2 separate regions of the Pan troglodytes genome follow, and region 1 is linked to region 2. Evidence: chromatin contacts called from public Hi-C data. All regions are on one chromosome and are shown on one strand. The core of a region is the stretch at or near the end of the contact, and the rest is flanking DNA. Distances in the headings are between cores, read along the strand shown.

The links. A called contact is a pair of places that touch in the nucleus more often than the background predicts.
Region 1: a contact with region 2 is called in a Hi-C map of stem cell-derived neural progenitor cells, with 3 times the contacts expected there. The contact joins two enhancer-like sites. A contact is called at or near these places in 1 of 7 Hi-C or Micro-C datasets (stem cell-derived neural progenitor cells) and 1 of 1 other capture datasets (stem cell-derived neural stem cells).

The regions. Positions count from the first base shown.
Region 1 is chrX:11,688,563-11,691,744 of NHGRI_mPanTro3-v2.0_pri, forward strand. The region is part of intron 2 of MID1 (midline 1); the gene reads right to left. Among named protein-coding and RNA genes, the nearest start is that of MID1, 10 kb to the right of the region's middle. Within about 2 kb of position 1,504, at least 4 of the 24 cell types and tissues checked have an H3K27ac peak or open chromatin away from gene starts, as enhancers often do. A contact at or near this core is called in stem cell-derived neural progenitor cells, where this site is marked.
Region 2 is chrX:11,358,933-11,361,832 of NHGRI_mPanTro3-v2.0_pri, forward strand. All of the region lies in intron 3 of MID1 (midline 1), which reads right to left. Among named protein-coding and RNA genes, the nearest start is that of MID1, 340 kb to the right of the region's middle. Within about 2 kb of position 1,284, at least 7 of the 24 cell types and tissues checked have an H3K27ac peak or open chromatin away from gene starts, as enhancers often do. A contact at or near this core is called in stem cell-derived neural progenitor cells, where this site is marked.

The sequences.
Region 1 (3,182 bases), core at 254-2,753, 330 kb after region 2:
AAGAAGTTAGGAGAGAGGCCTTCAAACTAAGTGGCATCAGGCCAAGAGATAGAGGCAGAATGACTGGATCCAGCCCTTCCTGAGGCTTTACCCACCCCGGACTTCCTAAGAGTGTGATCCCAAAATTTCTTTTTCTGCTTAAGTTAACTCAAGCTGGACTTCTCACTCAAAATCCAAAATGTCCTCACTAATATAACATGCTTCCAGGTTTTCTGAGTGTCCCTCAGAAACATGTGTCAGCAACTTCCAGAGGACATAGGGCACTGAGCGTTGGGATCCATGGGTCCTTATCCTAGCTGCAATCTTAGAGCCCTTAGGTCATCCCTATGCCAAGTTGGAGGGCTTTTGAAATGGAGAGCCTGTTACACAGGGGATGCAACATGATTTCATGGATATATTTATGTCTTATGCACAAAAGTGCATTCTAGACTTGCTTTTTAAGTTCCATATCTCTTTGTCTCCTTTGGCCCTTCCTGGAGTGGAAGCAGGACAAATTCTTGTGCTGATGACACTTTTTTTTTTGAGATGGAGTCTTGCTCTGTCACCCAGGCTGGAGTACAGAGGTGCTATCTCAGCTCACTGCAACCTCCACCTCCTGGGTTCAAGTGAGTCTCCTACCTCAGCCTCCCGAGTAGCTGGGATTACAGGTGCATGCCACCACGCCTGGCTAATTTTTTTTTTTTTTTTTTTTTTTTTTTTAGTAGAGATGGGGTTTCACCATTTTTCCCAGGCTGATCTTGAACTCCTGACCTCAAGTGATCTGCCCACCTCAGCCTCCCAAAGTGCTGGGATTGCGGGCATGAGCCACCACACCCGGCTGCTGATGACACTTTATTGGCAATCTTGGGAAGGGAAAAAAGACCAAGTAGAAGTAGCAACGGGACCCCTAACATTGATATTGCCTGATGACTGGGCTGGCCAAAGTCTGGTGCCAGGATCCCTATCCTACCAGTGGTTCCAGACACCACCGAGGGAATCTGGAAGGAGAAATAAAGCCCACAACACGCCACCAAGTGGCTGCAATATTACTCTTGCAGTGAAGATACTTTTTTTTTCTCCTTTGTTTCCATAGGGTACTTTTCTAAACCTGTCCAAACTCCCTCTTACTAGATTCCTTAACTGTCACTTAAAGTGTTATCTATGACTCAGAATTTCCTAACATAAATTCTATAACCTCCCTCCTTTCCTCAGGAAAGTTACCAACTGAGGCCTACTCACACCAAAACTCTGATCCTAGTGGCTGTGAGATGTCTGAATGCTGTTTAAACTGTGCACTTACATGTGTTTGCAGGTAGTGATAAATAAGAACTCTTCTTTGTTGTCGTGCTTATTCACAGTTTAACTTGGCTTCCTCTGCTTCAGACAGAAGGGAACTGAAGTAAATTCTTAAGACACACAAGGAAAGAAAGTTCTTTGCGCTGAAGGTGGTTCGCCAAGGTGCTAATTCCATCTTTGGTAGGTTTCTCCCAGGACTGTGTTCCTCATCCAGGAATTTCCCTGAGCTTGATGGTTCACACGTCCAAATTCCAGCTTTGAATAAATAAACCAACTAAAGTGCTCAGTTGCCTCAGGGATTAGCAGAGCAGTTCATGAACTTCCATCGCCCCCCAGTGGCAATTAGTTGGATCTTTTTGTTAGGGATTTTCTTATGCTTAAAATTTAGGTTATCGTTCTCCTCTCCAAAGTTGTTTTAAGTTTTTGTTTGTTTGTTTAATTCTCACACTGAAGATTATAAAGTCTTTGTGTGGAGGTATGTTGGTAATGTCAAATTAATGGCTTCTAGGTCACCAGGTCATAGACGGATAAGATGTAGTATCTGCTTTCATGGTTCTAAGTAAAAGACTGATTTTCAACCTGGTCTCTATTCTGAGGCTCCATCCTGAGAGAAGGTGAAAATAAGCAGCACTAAATCACTAAATCCAGAAAGGACTCTCAGTGGGTGGCATCAAGGTAACCTAGAGAGCCAGTTAGCCTTGGTTGCATATAGATGAGAACTCAGCCACCCACAGTGATAGTATCTACTCTGAAAACAAGATATAGGCTATGTGAGATTCCAAAAATAAAAAGCAGAAACTGTGTTGAGGGAGAAAGCTTATATACATATGAAGTAGCCAAGGAACACTTTTCTAGCATAATAAGTTCATAAATTCATGCAACATGCAGTCAATGATTTTTGATAGCTAGCATAAAGTACTTCACCTTGTTTTATAGAAAAGGAAGAAGTGGAATTTAGTAAAGTTCAGACTGAAGAGGCTTATCTTCAACTCAAAAAAGGGAAGGTTCTTGCCTCCCTGCCCACAGTGGAGTTAGTACTTAAGCTTATTTTTCAGATCATAGTAAATTCCTTTGGTTCACCACCTGCCATGCTCCACCCCCACACCCCTTTTAAATTTAAGACCAGGTTTGTAGTCCTTTAAATAATACTGACCCAGTTCTAAATTCCTACACACCAAACAGTCCTGCCAATGCTAAATCCTGAGTAGAAGTGTTTGTCCTTCAGCTTCCTTTACTCAGAATTTGTCTCCTTTCCAGCCAGAACATTCTCCTTCCCTGGCCACCCCTCTCCCCTTGGCTTTGGAAGGCAAACTTTACCTAATCTGTTTTGTTTAAGAATCCTAAATCTTAGTGGTTTAAGGGCCTCAGTATTAGTACACACAAGCACACATATATAAATTTAAGAACAAAGAATGTTTTATTATCAGCTCATCGTATTTTGTATAATATTTGTTTAATAAATTCACCCTTAAAGTATAAGCCTCAGTTAGGCCTGGCCTCCCCATCTCCTGGACCCCAAGGTCTTATTCACTTGAATCTCCCAGTCCATGGTCCATGGAATATCAAGTTTCCCTGAGTTACATGTTACTCCTCAGGGACTTAGGCTCCTATGGTCACTTCTGCCTCTGGACTCCTCTCTCTGCTTGTGCTGGCTCAGTTTACATTGACCTAGAGGGGAAACTCTGCCCCTTTATCATCTTCTATGAAAACCCATTCACTAAATTACTTGCTGATTTTGTAAAACACTCATAACAAAATAGAGATATATGGATACTTCTTAAACATGACAAAAAACTTTATGCCAATCTAAAAGTTCGCAAAATGCTTAATGGATAGACACTAGACACTTTTCCACAAAAATTAGGAATGTCTACTGCCACTTTTATTTAACGTTTTGCTGGAAAGTC
Region 2 (2,900 bases), core at 34-2,533:
AAAAGATACTGGTATTATTAATATAAGCAGAAAAATAAAACTTTTTTTAAGTTGAACTTAAAAGCTTGAGGAAAATCTTGATTTTATAATCATAATAAATTAATGTAGATTTAAAGGCTATATAACTGTAAATAGCCCTTTCTAAATAAAAAAAAAGAACAAGAAAATAAGAATGCCAGTCTTAGACATTTAAAAAATTATGAATAACAGCTAAATTTGTCTTTTGGCAATCAAGAAATAATGTTCTCATTAAACAAAGGTGATGTGTCAGAAGGGCGTGTCACTTTCAATGTGCAGTAGGATGCTGAGGATATAGAATCAGTCCCTATCTTATCATCTTGTGTCACTGGTTCCAAAGTCACATGATTTCTGGAGCCAACTCTGCATGCCTCATTTACCTCTAGGACAAAGGACTTTATGGCTCTGGGCAGATAAGACAATGGGGGCTCAGTTACCATTCAACAGAATACAAGAATATTAGTTCTGAAAGGACCCTCACTCTCCTCCTCACTTTTAGAGAAAGAACACTTTCCCCAGTGGTGAAATGGCCAGGACTGGTCCTTGGGGGCAGTGTTAACTCTCCATCCAGGGCATAAACTTTGGAGGACATTTCCGGCAGGGTTATTTATATATTCTTCCCCTTCTGTTAGTTTCTTAGGGTATATTCCACCATATTTGCCAGTTTTTATATAACAACGGCTCCAAACCTCCATGAATTCCTTTTCTGTTTGAGCAAATGAGTAATGGGGTGCCACAAAACAAAGTATATGGAGACAACAAACTTCTGAGAACTGTCCAACAGTGATGTGTGAATGGGTGTGCACACATGTAGGAGGGGACATGAAAGTGTGGAATCTACTTTTTTTGTCTAATTTTCTATCGTTTACAAAAACTTGAAAATGATACCAAGACTATGCTACACAATATCATGACATGCAATTGTTAAAAGAGATATATTACTTTACTTTTTTCTTTCCTGCTCTGCCTATTTAGAAAATGTATCCAAATAACCCATGATGGCACTTTATAACAGCCAGAATTGATAGTCAGATAGCTCTTAGGCTAGTAAGCTGAAAATAAGAGCTAAACCCTCTTTATCCTACCGCCTTAAAACAAAACAAAAAACAAAACAAAAAAACCCCAAACAACAACAAAAAAAAGCCCAGTAGGCTATGTGGCAGTAAACCATATAGTGCCATCTACTGGCTGTTTACTAATACGTGTTATTCAATCAGGGCCACCAAACAAAGGCATTAGATGGGAGACATGGGAGAAGCAAGCTCTGTCCTCACTCTTTCCTCTGTGCCTTGAGACTGTTGTATGCCCTCGGAAACACAGAGACGGCAAAGCTCCTTCTATGAGAAAGCATTTCCCATTTCCACTGGGACCCATTTTTTTCTTTCTTTTCTTCAAAGAAGCACACAAGAACTGAAAAATACCTTCAATTTGGCTTGGCCATCAACAAACACATTTCTAAGCAAACGAAGATTACGTTTAACTCCCTCATTTTCTTTTCCCACTCCTGTTCTTTTCAATAAAAAGATTAACTAAAGCTGGCCAACAAATCAAGGCAAATATCTGGAGACTTTGAATCCTGCACTGAGGCTTCATACCGCCTGGACAGAAGGAGGCAAGGATAATTGAGTGACGACTACTCTAGCATGAAGTATGCTGTTTGTTTCGACTTGTTGGTTTCATGTTTCAATTCATTGTGGCATCAGGGCAAACGGATTTTTGTGTAAGCTCTTAGCTGAGATGATACTGCTGAGCTTTTGACTGTCCTGCCATTTCCCTCCATGAATTGGCAGGAAAAATATTTATATTTTAATCAAATACAAATACACATGAAACAGTCTTTTTAGGAGTTTCTTTTCCTGTGTAATGAAGTGAAATGAGGGGAAACGCTGAACTGACTAATCAGATTCGCCACTCCAAAGAAGCTCAAATGTCATCTCTATGGCAACATGTCAGCCAGGGTCCGCCCTCATCTCTTCCCTCAGACTGCAAACTGCACGTTGCCACTGCTACATGAATTAATGTGGAGAACACACTAAAAACAGTGAGATTTGGCTTATGAAGAAGGATCTTAAGGTTGATCCCATTCATGTAACACTCTATCCTGTTTTTAATTTTCTTTCTTCAAATTGAATTAGTCTTTGAGGACCTGCTTCACACAATGGCTTCACTCACTGGCTCCTCACTCTGTGTTTCAGAGGGATGCCAAGTTGTTGAGTCCTTTGTTCTGGGAGGTGACTGAGGTCATTTGCACTTTGGACCCCAAATTGGGCAAATCTCAGAGAGGTGATGCAATGCAGAAGGTGAGTCCAGTGTATATACCAGGGAACTAATTTTACCATCTTAAGAAGGCATGCAAAAGTTTATCTATTCATTGGAAGATCACCTATTGAAAAATATGTTATAGTTTTCTGACTAAACTCATCAAGGCTAGTGTTTATGTAGGTAGTCAATTAGTTTTAAGACCCAGGAGAAATGTCCCTTTCATCAATCATGTGCCTCATATTCGTGTTCCTTATGAGGGAAATTAATCTGCACAGCTCCTCTAAATTCTTCATTTTATTATAATTAGCTATTTATTTTTATCTGTTCTTAAAATTGTGGAAAGTGGCTCAGAACTATCTTCCTTAAGATTCTTTTTATACTTGGCTGGGTGCGGTGGCTCACGCCTGTAATCCCAGCACTTTGGGAGGCTGAGGCGGGTGGATCACGAGGTCAGGAGATCGAGACCATCCTGGCTAACACGGTGAAACCCTGTCTCTACTAAAAATACAAAAAAATTATCCGGGCGTGGTGGCGGGCGCCTGTAATCCCAGCTACTCGGGAGGCTGAGGCAGGAGAATGGCGTGAACCCGGGAGGCGGAGCTTGCAGTGAGCCGAGATCG